Linked DNA regions of Capra hircus: region 2 is linked to region 1. The links are chromatin contacts, called in public Hi-C maps. All regions are on one chromosome and are shown on one strand. The core of a region is the stretch at or near the end of the contact, and the rest is flanking DNA. Distances in the headings are between cores, read along the strand shown. Region 1 holds the start of GATAD2A (transcriptional repressor p66-alpha). Region 2 overlaps GATAD2A (transcriptional repressor p66-alpha).

Region 1 (6,305 bases), core at 1,502-4,001:
ACGGATCAGGGGCACAGGTCTCCCTCCTTCTCATCTTTCCTGCACAGAGGCCAAAACTGAGATTAAGACAATGCAAGTTTAGGATTCAACCGTAAAGTACCAGTGGGATGTGAACAAGTCATAGTCGCCCTCTGGGCCTCTCAGTTTCTCATGTATAAAATGAAGGGGTTGGACAATGAACTGCTCTTTGATCCCAGTTCAATTCAGAGCTATAAAAGCACTGAGGGATTACTTAAATGAATAAGGCTGTATTCTTGCTCTCAGAAAGCATCCTGGTTAGTGACTGGAATGAAACAAAAAGCTCCCAAGTCCTATTGCACACCAGGTACCACACAAGGCGCTTCGAGCTCACAAACCTCAGTACAACCTTTAGAGAACTGGTGTTCCCTTTTTTGATATGGCTAAGGGAAGTAACTTGGAGTGGGAAATGGTAACCCACTTGAGTATTCTTGCCTGGAGAATCCCATGGCCAGAGGAGCCTGGTGGATTACAGCCCATGGGATCGCAGAGAGTTGGACACGACTGAGCGACTTAGCGTGCATGCAAGGGAATAACTGGCCTAGCTAGAGAGTGACAGGTGTGGGTTTGACCCCAGCTCTGCCAGTCACCATAGTCCAAGGGTTTACTGTCCACCCAGACTGCCTTAGACACTTGTAGAATGTGGCATACAACAGAGGTACAAACAAAGCACTCTGGGAACACGGTGTCTTCATGTTTCCAGAAGTTTCCCTTCCTAGCCAAGGATTCTGTCAGCCTTACCACTTAGATCCAGGCTGAGCTCACTCAGGGAATCAGGCTCCACGGGGCTCTCTGCCAACCCTCCCATCACTCTCTCAGCATTTTTTTTTTTTTACTTTTCTCCCAGGAATGTCAGCTCACTTGTAACAATTACAATAATCCTTTCTACCAGGGAACAGTGCTTCAAGGTTTACAAAGCACTTTCACATCCATTATTTCATTTAATCACTTCCTCCTCTATATTCCTAGAACCTATTCTTGGTATCTCTTTAGTATAACAGTCTGCCTTATCCAATAGGCCTATTTCCCTTTATTGTGTTCATACCGGCTCCCAAGTTCCATCCTACAGTTCAGGTATCCCAGCATCTTGCATATTTCTGTGAATAGGTTGGTGGGGGTGGGGTGGGTGGGAGTGGTAACAGGTTGCCATATTGAATCCTGAGTATTGTGGATCTTTCTCATGCCTGCCTTCTTCACCCCTTCAATTCAATGGATGTCTGGTTGCATGCAAAGGGTATAACTGGGCTCTTTGGGGATAAATCAGGGGAGGAGTTCAGAAGGGCTAAGGGAAGACAGAGGTGAAAGCCTCAGACACCTGGTAGGCCATGGTGATGCTACAGCAGAGTTTAGTTACTGCTTAGTTTTGTCTGGGGACAGGTGAGAAAAAAAGGACTGCTTCTTGGAAGGGCCCCACTCAGTAGAGCAGAAAAGTGGAACTGAAGAGCCCCATAGGGGACAGAATTAGGAAGCACCACAGATTCGACCCTTGAGAAAGAATTGATAGCTGCTTGGAAAAATTCTCATAAAAAAAGAAAAAAAGGGAAGGAGAGCTAAATGGATAACTCTTCTAGGGCAGAGGAGTCAAATGGCTGCAGTTCTTAGGAAAAGAGGAACTCTTTCTCCAACACTCAAACACTGTTTAGAAAAAACGCAGGGAGCACAGCTCCTCGGCAATTATTTAGTAAAAAGGATGAGGGGCCATCAGTTTCCTGCGATTTCTCTCTGGAGAGAGGAAGGGTGCTTTAAGTTCCAAGTTTCTTCTCTGGTGGAAGGAAGGACTTGCAAGTTGTGAATTTCCCGTTATCTTCAGAAATGAAGGCCAAGGACATGCAACACCCACTGCCTCTCACACCAGGGAGGAAGAAGGCCAGTGGCCACCACTAGGGCTCAGAAAAGAGGCAGGGTATGTTGGCTAAATATTCTCCAGGAAAGGCAGTGGGCCCCCAAATTCTCCTTAGTAAAGGGGGCAGGGGCCCGAATCCCTACACGTTTTCTTATAACAAAATCATTCTTATTCTGGCAGTTCTCAGAAAAGTGGGCAAGGCAAGAATCGCTAAAACTCTTCTCAGAAGAGGGGCCAGGGGCAAGATTCCTCAAAGTTCTCCTCAGAAGAGGGTCGAACCCGTGACTCTAGTCAGAAGAGAGCCCAGGTCAACGAATCCCCTGGGGAACAAGAGCTGGCCACAGTTCGCCCAGAGTCCTTAGAGCGCGCCTCATGCGGCCCCGCCCACTGCCCGGCGTAACCGCTCCACGCCCGCCCGGCCTAAGCCGCCTCCGGTGCATTGTGGGTGGGGCGCCCCTGCTGAGCACTGCGGGGAACCCCCTGCCCAGACAGTTGTCGGCCGCTGGGTAGCCGGGCAGAACCCCCCGCCAGTGTCCGAGCAGCCGACCACGGATTGACTCGTCCTCACGCTCCGCCCCTCGCGGTGTTCCTGCCCCGAAGCTAAAGCCCCGCCCCCGAAGCGCCCTGACTGGACCTGAGGTCCGCTCCACTCTCCCATTGGCACATCGCATGTCATTCATCTTGTCCCGCCTCCTCGGGCCCGCCCAAGCCCCCGGCGCGATCCCGAGGGCCAGCCGGCCCGTATGCTCATTGGCCGCCGAATGCTGTCTGTCACGAGGCTGGCCACGCCCCCGCCGGGGCGCGGATCCCGGGAACCCTGGCCGGACCTCATTGGCCTGCGGCGCCGCCACTCGGTGAGACGTGCCTCAACCCGGAAGTGTGAGAGGCGAAATCTGCCTAGCAACCGGGGAAGCCGGGCTGCGAAGCGGGCAATTTCAGTGTGAGACGGAGCGGCGAGACCAAGCGGCGGCTTCGAGCGCTGCGCGGCGGCTCCTCCCGCCCGGGGTCAGCGCCCCGGCGCGCGCACGCGCACCCCCGCTGCCCGAACGCGCTCCGCGCCGCCCGCGCAGTCAGTCGGTCGATCGTCCGTCGTCCTGTCGCCGCCGCGGGCGCCACCCGAGGGAGCTGCCGCCGCGAGACCCAAGCGGACGGGATCCGACTTTGCCACCCGAGGCCGTCTGGGGCCCAGCAGTCGCCCGCAGAGGCGCCGAGCAACTTCGGTGAGTGAGGGGCGGACGCCGCTGGTGGCGGGTCCCCGGCTTCCGGTGCCCCGGGCTTCTCTGGGGCTTCCGCTTCTCCGAGGGGGCCGCTTCCATGCGTGGACCCTCTTGTCGCGGAACCTGCTTCTCTAAGGGACCCTGCCTCTCTGAGGGGGGCCTCCCTTCCCTGAGCGTGCCCCATCTCTTTGAGGGACCTCCTGCTTCGTTAAGGGGCCCGTTTTCTGAGGGCCCCGCGTCTCTGAGACACCTCCTCTGAACTTCTCTAAGGGGACCCCTGCTTCTCCGAGGGGTTGCTTTTATGGGGACCGCCTCCCTTTCTGGGACCGACCCCCATCTTCACTGAAGGACCGCCACTTCTCTGAGGAGATATCCCTGTTTCTAGAGGACCCTGCCCCTCAGTTCTCTGGGGGACCCCCACCTCTGTAAGGAGATCCCTGCTTCTCTGAGCTGTTGTCCCACTGAGTACTGTGTTCCTTTTTTGCCCTTGCTTTTTTGAGGCGTCCCCTACTTTTCATGGGTTCCCCTTCCCCCCTACCTTTCCGCTTCGCTCTCCCTGCTTCTCTGTCCCATTTCTCTGGGTGGCCTCCTCCTTTCCCCATGTGGCCCTCCTCAACTAATCTGAGGTGTTCCTACTTCTGTCAGAATCCTTCTTGGAGGTGTTCCCCACTTTTTTGAGTTGTCCCCACTTTTGATGGGACCCCTAACTTTTTGATGAGTACCTCCATTTTCTTGAGGGGGCCCACTACTCCAAAGTGCTCATATTAATGACTGGACCCTTATTTGTCTGAAGAAATGTTCCCCACTTTTCCAAAACAGTTTCCATTTTGTGGGGGACTCCTACTGATCTATGGGTGCCGCAGGGTTTGGAGGGGTCCCTGGCTTCTCCAGAGGTTCTCTTCCTAAAATGAAATGTCCCACTTTATTAGGCTCCTCACATCCCTGAAGTGTGCCTCCACTCTTTCAAGAAACCCCCTCTCTGATTGAAGAGGGAATGAGTTTCTTCACTTCTCTGAAGGGTCCCCCTCCATTCCCAGGGGTTCTCCTTCCACTTGCCTGAGGACATTTCCCCTTTCCTAAGGTTTCCCTCCTGATTCTCTAATGCAAAAACTCTTTGCATTAAAACTCACTTTTCCTTTGAGACCCCGACTTCAGACCCCTGTTTCTGTTTTTGGTACTCAACTTCTCTCTGTTCTGGAAGGAGAGATCAGAAATATGCCCCTCCCACCTTCAGTCTTCTTTCTGGCCAGATTAGGGGTATTCTCTGAATTTTACCTCAGCTTCAGGGGACCTGGAGGAATTTGTGGCTGGAAGGGAAATTGAGAGACAGGCAAAAAACAAAACTCTGTTTTCTCTTATCCTTTAAGGCCTGCTAGATTTTGGGGAGCAAGAGCTGTTGTCAGATGACAACTGTGGTTACTCCATGTTTGAGTCATGGGGCCACTACAGTGTTGTCAGGCCAGTGCAGAGACAGGATGGACAGGCCTGGAGCACTGTACCCCATTATCACACCTTCATGTTGTGGGACTGACCCACTTCCGGTCCCATCCTCAGTCCTCCTCTGCACGCTAGAACTCACCCCCCACCCCTGCAAAAGGAGAAGAAAAAAATAACCGCTCATTCAGGTCTTCCTGCTGTGTTTTCTCTCCTGAGGTCGACTCATTTACCCCTTGATCTCTAGTGGATCTTCAGTTTGTGGGACACTCTGGTTTGAAAGGCAAGGCAAGAAGCAGGAAATGGGTCACCTTCGATCAAGGAAGGGAGGAAGGGAGGCAGAGAACAGGGGATTTGAATTCATTTCTCTAAGTTAGGTGACTTCAGCTTGGCTCAAAGGAAGTTTTTACGTGGCTTTTACAAATCTCATGTGTACTTTATTTTAGTGGCCCACCCTGAATTCCAAGTTCACTCCAGTAGCTAATTTTATCTGTTTTGCCAAACGCAGAGCTCTCTGGAGCCCAAGTTGATGAATGCTGGCATTGAGAGATGGTCCAAAGGACAGGAATGAACTCAATTTGAAACCTGAGTAACTTGTAACCACTTCGTGTCCATGCACAAGTCTCAGGCTAAAAACATGGGGAGAAATGTTCCTGAAGTTCCGAAACATAGGCTGAACTTGTTTGGTTTAGCGTTTCAACCAGCTCTTCCCTCTGACTCTGCTAAAACTGCAGTTCACTTTACAGTTTGACTTAAGACTGTCTCTCTCCTGTTCATTTCCATCTGGGTCTTGCTTAATTTGCGTCCTTTGTGAAGACTCCTGCCGAGGCTATAATTTGAGTTCTAAATCTGTCGGTGGACCATGTGGACACAAGTTTCAACTCGAGCTATTTTCTTCTGTGGAGAAGGGCTTGGAGAGTTTCCTGGGCCCTCTGCTCCTGCAGTAGTCAAGTCCAGGCAGGAAGCTGTCCCAGACCTGGTTGCTTCTCTGCTGCCTCTTCCTGGTCAGCTGTAGGCACTGCCCTGAAGGGAAAAGGAAGATGGTGGGGAACTCGGGGCTTAAGATGTCCTGAGATAGGACAGAGAAGTGCTGGCACATGTTTATTATTTGAAATGAAGCCCACAGGACCAGCAGGGTTGGGGAAGGGAGAGCTTTGAAGTGAGAAGGACCTGATTCAGATTCTGGGTCTGTCCCTCCTAGCTGTGTGGCCTTAGATAAGTTTTGGCACAAGATCAGCACATTACTAAGTATTTGAGGGGGGTCACATCTCCGTGAACATGTGTGAAAGTGCCTGCAAATGGGGAAGTGCTTCCCAGATGTGTGAATGAATGAGTCTAGGATAATGAGCCGGAGGCAGCCAGCGCAGCACCTAGCACGTGGTTGGTGTGCAATAAAGGTTGGTTGTTGTGCTCAGGAGACTATGGTTCTGGCCTGGACTCCCAGACCAGGAAGTGTTTGATATTTTGCCAAGGCTAAATATGCCTGAAGAGCAAAGAGAAAGAAACTTGTCTCTTGCAAAATCCACTGCCTATCTGGGTCTAGCATTTTTTCTGTTTTCAGATAGCAGTTGTGAGATAGATTGGCTTTGTGGCAGGGGTTTGTGTTTGCCTTGGCCTTGCTTTCTCCCTCTGTAAAATGGGGTAACCTATGAGTTAAAGACAAGGAGATATATTACTATAATTAGACCACAGGCTGGATAGAAGATTATTACAAACTTGAATTGTGGGAAGAAAAAGAAAGTGACCCATATAGGAACCTAGGCCCGATTTTGGGACTGCTTGACTGAAGGATA
Region 2 (6,305 bases), core at 2,088-4,587, 83 kb after region 1:
AATCCCCTCCTGAGTGGGCGTCTGCCCCGGGGCACCCTCTGTGTTCAGAGAACTGCTGCTGGTCCTTTCAGGGGAGGAGATGGGGCTTTGAGGTTCAGCAGGGGTGGTTACTTGGATAAGCCCTTTCTCTCCCGCCTTCTCACCCCCAGGGTAGTGTAGTGTCTGGAGTGGCCAGCCTTGTTGGAGACAGTCTGCAGGAGGCCGTAGAGCTACCCTGGCATTGGCTAGCTCTCGGGGGCAGAGCTGGGCTGCCAGCCCCAGGAGTCGGGTGGCGCAAAGTACCTGTGATGGCGTAGCGTTGTCTGTCCGCTCTGCTGGCTGACTGGTCCCAGCTGAGTGTAGCTTCTTGGGTTCTCCTCTCCAGTGGCTTTGTTGCTCATGTGGGGTGCCGGGGCCATCTCTGTGTCTGTCTCTGTGACCCTCTAGCCAGCTAGCTCGGCGTCCTTCTGTGGGGGGTGGTCTCTCAGCAAATGTTCTCAGGGCCCAAGGAGAATCTTTGGAGGCTGTGACCTTGCTTCAGAAGCTCGCGTCGCTGCTTCCTCTTTGCTCCTCACTGCAAGCCGCAGGGAGCGAGCTTGCCTGCAGGGCGCGCTGCAGCCTGAGTGGGCGGCCTCCTAAGGGTGTGGTGCAGTGGTCCTCTGCACAGCGTTCTGTCAGCTAGGAGTGTTGGGACTCCTCGTTAACATCCGCCAGCATCCTGAGCTCACAGGAAGTGGATTTCTAGGGCTTGGTGCTTGAAAACACATAATGACGCGATTCAGGAATCCTTTGATTTCTGAGTTGAGCTTGCACATCTTTGAGCAGTGTAGTATCTGTGCATGTGGAAAGACCTGCCCACGGCGCACAGTGGTCAGTCTACAGGCATTGCGGATTCTTCGTGAACTCAGACTCTCCTGGAGCTAGGTACAGGGAAGTGGGGGAGGTTGGTGCACACCAGGGACGTCACCTGAGCACCCAGAGAGCAGACTCAACACCTGTCTTCACTGGGTCTGGGAATATTCAGCTGTTACCTGATTGTCCGCTGTGCCAAGTTCACCTTCACAGCGAGCAGCTCCTTACTGCCTCGGGAGGTTGGGGCCCGAACTGCCCCGGTGACCTCCTAGGGCATCTGAACCTTCTTGGCACTGAGGTGTCACCTCACCCAGCAAAGCTGAAGGGCAGTAGGGCAGGAATTACTGTCCCCAACCTTGTAGGAGGCACAGAGAGGGAATGTCCTATCCTGGGTTTCTCACTTGAAAGAGGCAGGACCACGTGGGGCAGTTTTGCAGGCATGTGACCCCCTCCTTCCCTCAGCACGTGCAGGCTTGGCGCACCGTGCCTGCTCTGGGAGGAGGCCCTGTGGCCTGTCCACCAGCCAGCGTGGTGCCAGGAGGAGAGTCCTGCCGTGGCTCAGGAGGCGTCAGCCCCTCTCCCGGGGCTGTGGCGCCGCACCAGGGCTGGACCCCTGTTTTTGCCCTTGTCACAGCGCCCTGGGAACATCCTGGCCATCACTGGGAGCTGCAGTGCCCCACCCTTCTGGAGAGAGGGTCTGAGTGGGAGCACCGGTCCCTGGCCCCAGCCCTGGGTTGGGGCACCCACCTGTCGAGTGGGCGGTGGCAGCGTCACCCTGGGAGGCTGAGGGAGGGTGGCCCCTTGTAGGAACGCCAGGGCGCTGGCCTTGGACGAGCTTGTGGAGGTGAGGGGTGAGTTAGCTGGGCTCTGGCGGGGGAGGGCCTCTGCTCAGGCTTTTGCCGCCCTTCAGTGAAGGCCCCAGTGTTTTGCCCTGAGCTCCCTGCTGAGGGTGGGCAGTTTGGGGGTAGAACTAGGAAGCCTTCCCCCGACTGCGTGCCGCTGGGGGACGGGTCCCCTGAGTGCAGTGGGGTAGTGCTGACTGTGCTTCCAGGGGCTGTTCGAGAAGTGCCTCTTCCAGCGTGCGTTGGGTCTGTCACAGGGGAGATGAGAATATGATGGAGGGACATTCCTTGCAGTGGGTGGTGGTGAAGGTGGGGGCAGCTCAGGAGCAGCAGGAGTTTGGGGTTCAGGGGTTGGGGACTGGAGAGACCTGTGGGCTGGAAGGTGTGAGTGGGCTCTAGTGGGAGGAATGCCCTGGCAGAGGGTCTGGTGGGGCCAAGACAAGTGTGTGCTTGGTGCGGGGTCTAGCAAAGCCTCCCCCACCCCCCTAAACGGTTAGCAACTACCTGCCTCTCCTCACCCAGCTGGGGCCAAAAGATGGGGGGAAGTGGGAGGGTTCTGGCAGGGACTGGTTGGCTGCCAGCCCTGCTTCTCTCCCCCTGGTTAGCCCCAAGGAGCAGTTTGTTGTCCTGAGGCCTCATTGGGCCCACAGTTGTCCCCGACTTCGTTCATGTGTGCAGGCATCTCAGGGATCTTAGAAAAATGCAGGCTTTGGTCAAACAAGTCTGGGACAGTAATGTCCTCTGGTGAAGCTGGGTGGGCGGTGGTCTGCTCCCGCGTGCCCCTGTCCCTCCTGGCTGACCCTAAAGACAGAACTGCTGTTATCCAGGGGTTTCTCCCCGCTGCTGGACACGGCACCCACTTCTTAGGTTGGCTTCCAGCAGCTAGGAAGGAGTGAGAACATGGATGCATGGGTGTGGGTCAAGTGCACCTTGCCCAGACATCAGGCAGGCGCGTGTGGAGAACAGCAAAGGTCAGGGCTGCGTTCCCTTGATGAAAACTGCTTCCCCTGGCACAGGCCAGTGAGACACTCAGTGTTAACCCCGCACTGACCACTGCTGGGTAAGCACCTGGGATGGTGGTGCTGTGAATGGAGGGATCTTGTTGTAAGTTAAGTTTTAAACTCCAGGAAACTTGACGGAAGTTCCGGGCATGTAACAGAATTTTTGTTTGTTTAGCCTCGGGTGGCATTCAAGGGAGGGAGGTAGTGAGAACGTTTTCACGAACAGCCTGGCTTGCTTCCAGGTCACATAAAATCTCTTCTGATCATAATAATTTATATCAGGATTCCCAAGATGGGCAGGCTAGGCTTAATGCATTTGCCCTGAAATCATAGCTTTGAAATAAATGTGGTGCCCTGGCAGCCTCCCTGGACCGAGATAATATACACGGCCACTACACTGCTTCCCTGGCATGTTGGGCTAGATGGTTTTATAATTTAGAATACGTTTTTTTAGAAAAAGAATGCCCACGATAATTTTGAGCCTTTGTCAAATGAGTATCCTTTTCCTTGAATTAAAAGAGCTCGCTGGGAAAGTTCTGAGAAACTTGAAGTACCTTTGTGTTAAAATTGAGCTTTAGGAAAGTTTTCCTTGTTGGAAACTAGTGGCTGGTGGCCCTTCTGCGTTCGGAAGAGGCGACCCAGGTCCCTGTAACAAGCGAGCAGTCCCCTGTGGGCCAGCGCCGCACAGGAAGTGCCTGCAGCCCTGCAGCCCCAGGGCGAGCTGGCGCCTCCATTTCCTGACAGCACCTGAACCCTACCTCACTTCTCAAAATGAAGGCTGCATGTCACAAACTGGTTAGAACTGGCTGTTGCCATGGTTTTCACGTTGGAAGGCACAGTTAAAGGGTCACATGACCAAAGAGGGAAATGCCTTTGTCACATGACTTTTTGGTGGCCTGATTAGCATACAGGAAGTTCACTCCCTGCTGGCTGCTGGGATGCTGAGTGATCACTGATGGGAGGTGATGTCATCTCTTGGACGAGTTATTGATTAGTCTCGGTCCAAGATGGGACCTGGGAGAGCTCTGGTCACAGTGGTCATCTTAGGCAGCTTCAGCTTCCATGTGGTCCAGCCCCTAACCCTGCCCTCTTCCCTCAGGCAGATTTGAGCTGTATTAGGCATCTCACCTTGGAGATGGGCACATGCTCCATGAGATGGTAAAAAGTGATAAATCCCTGTCGGTTACCCTTGCCCCCGTTCGCTCTTGCTCAGGAAGCACCGGCCGTCTGTAACTCTAGACTTGGTTCTGCCGAGGCTGCTGCTCTGCTGTGTGGCCGCCTGGGAGCCTGCCTGGGCTGCGACCAGCGGCTGCGGCCCTCGTGCCAGAGCCTTGTGTCTGCTCAGTGCCTGTGCGCATGCCCACAGAACCTGGGTTGGAGCCCCGGGGTCATCTTTGATGTGTATCTTGGGCAGAGTTGGCAGCCAGCAGGGAGACACAGACTTGAAAGAGTTCCTGAACTGCATTGGTTTTTGGTTTGTTGAGGCCCTAGTGAGACATCCTGGGTTATTTTATAGACAGCCAGCCAATTCCTGGGCTTGAAAATGTGGGCTGCTAACCCCAATGAGGGAGTTCTGTACCTTGAAATGGGCGCCTCCTGATCGCTCGTGGAAGCCCACCCAGCAGCTGTACCTGTGGTGGTCCCGTCGCATCAGGGCTGCGCTCGCTAAAGTGCAGCGGCTGTGCTGCTCTGAGAGCTGAGATGAGGGTGGGCCAAGGGAGAGCGCTGCGGGTTGAGGGGTTGGGGGAGTCAGTGAACCCGGTGTGTGGTCCTCTGTGCACCCCCCTTCCCTGAAGGCATAGCTCACTCTGGGAGTGGAAAGGGCAGTTCAGTGGGCTGTTAAAATACCGGTTTCCCATCCCTAACTCTGCTTCCCCACTCAGCTGGAAGGAGTGGGACAACTTTGAGTTGTTACTACTCCCAGTTAACTTAGCCGAGTTTGTTCTCTGGGTCATAGTGCCACCTAGCGGGCGAATTCAGTCCTTGGCTGGCTTTCCTGCTGATTGCATTCTTTCAACACAGATGCTGAGGCTAGATCTTAAGGGAGAGTTTACATTATGTCCTCAGCAAACAGAGCTGCTTGGCTTGGCGCTAAGCACTGTCTCTGAGACCCGTTGGTCCTTATATATGTGGTCAGCAATGCCATTAGCGGAAGCCTACCACTTCATGGGAAATAGATGGGGAAACAGTGTCAGACTTTATTTTTTTGAGCTCCAAAATCACTGCAGATGGTGACTGCAGCTATGAAATTAAAAGATGCTTGCTCCTTGGAAGGAAAGTTATGACCAACCTAGACAGCGTATTGAAAAGCAGAGACATTACTTTGCCAACAAAGGTCCGTTTAGTCAAGGCTATGGTTTTTCCAGTAATCATGTATGGATGTGAGAGTTGGACTGTGAAGAAAGCTGAGCGCCAAAGAATTGATGCTTTTGAACTGTGGTGTTGGAGAAGACTCTTGAGAGTCCCTTGGACTGCAAGGAGATCCAACCAGTCCATTCTAAAGGAGATCAGTCCTGAGTGTTCTTTGGAAGGAATGATGCTAAAGCTGAAACTCCAGTACTTAGGCCACCTCATGCGAAGGGTTGACTCATTGGAAAAGACTCTGATGCTGGGAGGGACTGAGGGCAGAAGGGGACAACAGAGGATGAGATGGCTGGATGGCATCACTGACTCGATGGACGTGAATTTGAGTGAACTCTGGGAGTTGGTGATGGACAGGGAGGCCTGGTATGCTACGATTCATGGGGTCGCAAAGAGTCGGACAGGACTGAGCGACTGAACTGAACTGAACATTACTAGATGTGCATATACGTTCTGAGGAACTTGAGTGGTAGGATTGGGAAACGAGGGCAGAGGATAATGGGCAGGGGTGGCTGGGAGCTAGTCTGTGAGCAGATTAAGTGGCTGGGTAGTACCCTGGTATGTGAGAGCAAATATGTGCCATGTTCCAGTCAGTTTCAAAACCTGCAGCCACTACTGCCACGTTGCCACTGGCAGGATAGAGAGCCCACTTGTAGCCCAGGAAGGACCCCACAGCAGGCTGCCTTGGCTGCCTCGTGAGGTGGTGATGCCCCACGCTGGGGACTTAGACTGTCGGCTGAAAGTGTATGCCTCAGCCCCTCTGTCACCTGGGGAGGGGTAAGTGGGCTGTCCAGGCGTGAGGGTCGTCAGGGAGTCTGGGTTCAGCAAAGAAAGGCTGATTCAGGTGGGGCTGGCCTCCCTATCAGGTGGCTTCCAGCATGGGTAGGTAGGCACTCAACCAGCAGGCCCAAGATCCAGGAGCAAGTGTTCTGGTTCAGTACTGAGCCGTATGGTACGGAAAGGGGCTGTGGTGGGTTCCAAAATGTGATGTTTTCCCGCAGACACATAGGTATCCTCAGCCCAGGGGACACAGAAGTAGTTATCGGGAACAGTCCTGACTTTTTAAAGGGCACAGCTGTAAGCTGGCAGGTTCGAGGGCCACGTGGTGAGTGCAGTGAGAAAAGGCAGCCTGGGCAGGCGGTTGTGGGGAGGGGTGGGGAGGCCAGCTTGCTCGCCTCCACTTCACTGTGTCTGCGTCTGAATCCCAGCATCCGTGGGAGTGCTGCCCACCACAGGCAGGGTGCTCAGGTAACAGCCCTCCTCCCTGCCC

The links. Hi-C and Micro-C count contacts between places; a contact is called where the count stands out from the background.
Region 2: a contact with region 1 is called in a Hi-C map of blood, with 2.9 times the contacts expected there. The contact joins the enhancer-like site here to the promoter of GATAD2A in region 1. A contact is called at or near these places in 4 of 5 Hi-C or Micro-C datasets (blood and liver).

The regions. Positions count from the first base shown.
Region 1 is chr7:104,834,488-104,840,792 of ARS1.2, forward strand. GATAD2A (transcriptional repressor p66-alpha) reads left to right here and starts at 2,752. Exons shown (of 12, transcript XM_018051497.1): 1 at 2,752-3,081.
Region 2 is chr7:104,916,499-104,922,803 of ARS1.2, forward strand. All of the region lies in intron 3 of GATAD2A (transcriptional repressor p66-alpha), which reads left to right. Among named protein-coding and RNA genes, the nearest start is that of TSSK6, 21 kb to the right of the region's middle. Within about 2 kb of position 3,338, at least 4 of the 5 cell types and tissues checked have an H3K27ac peak or open chromatin away from gene starts, as enhancers often do.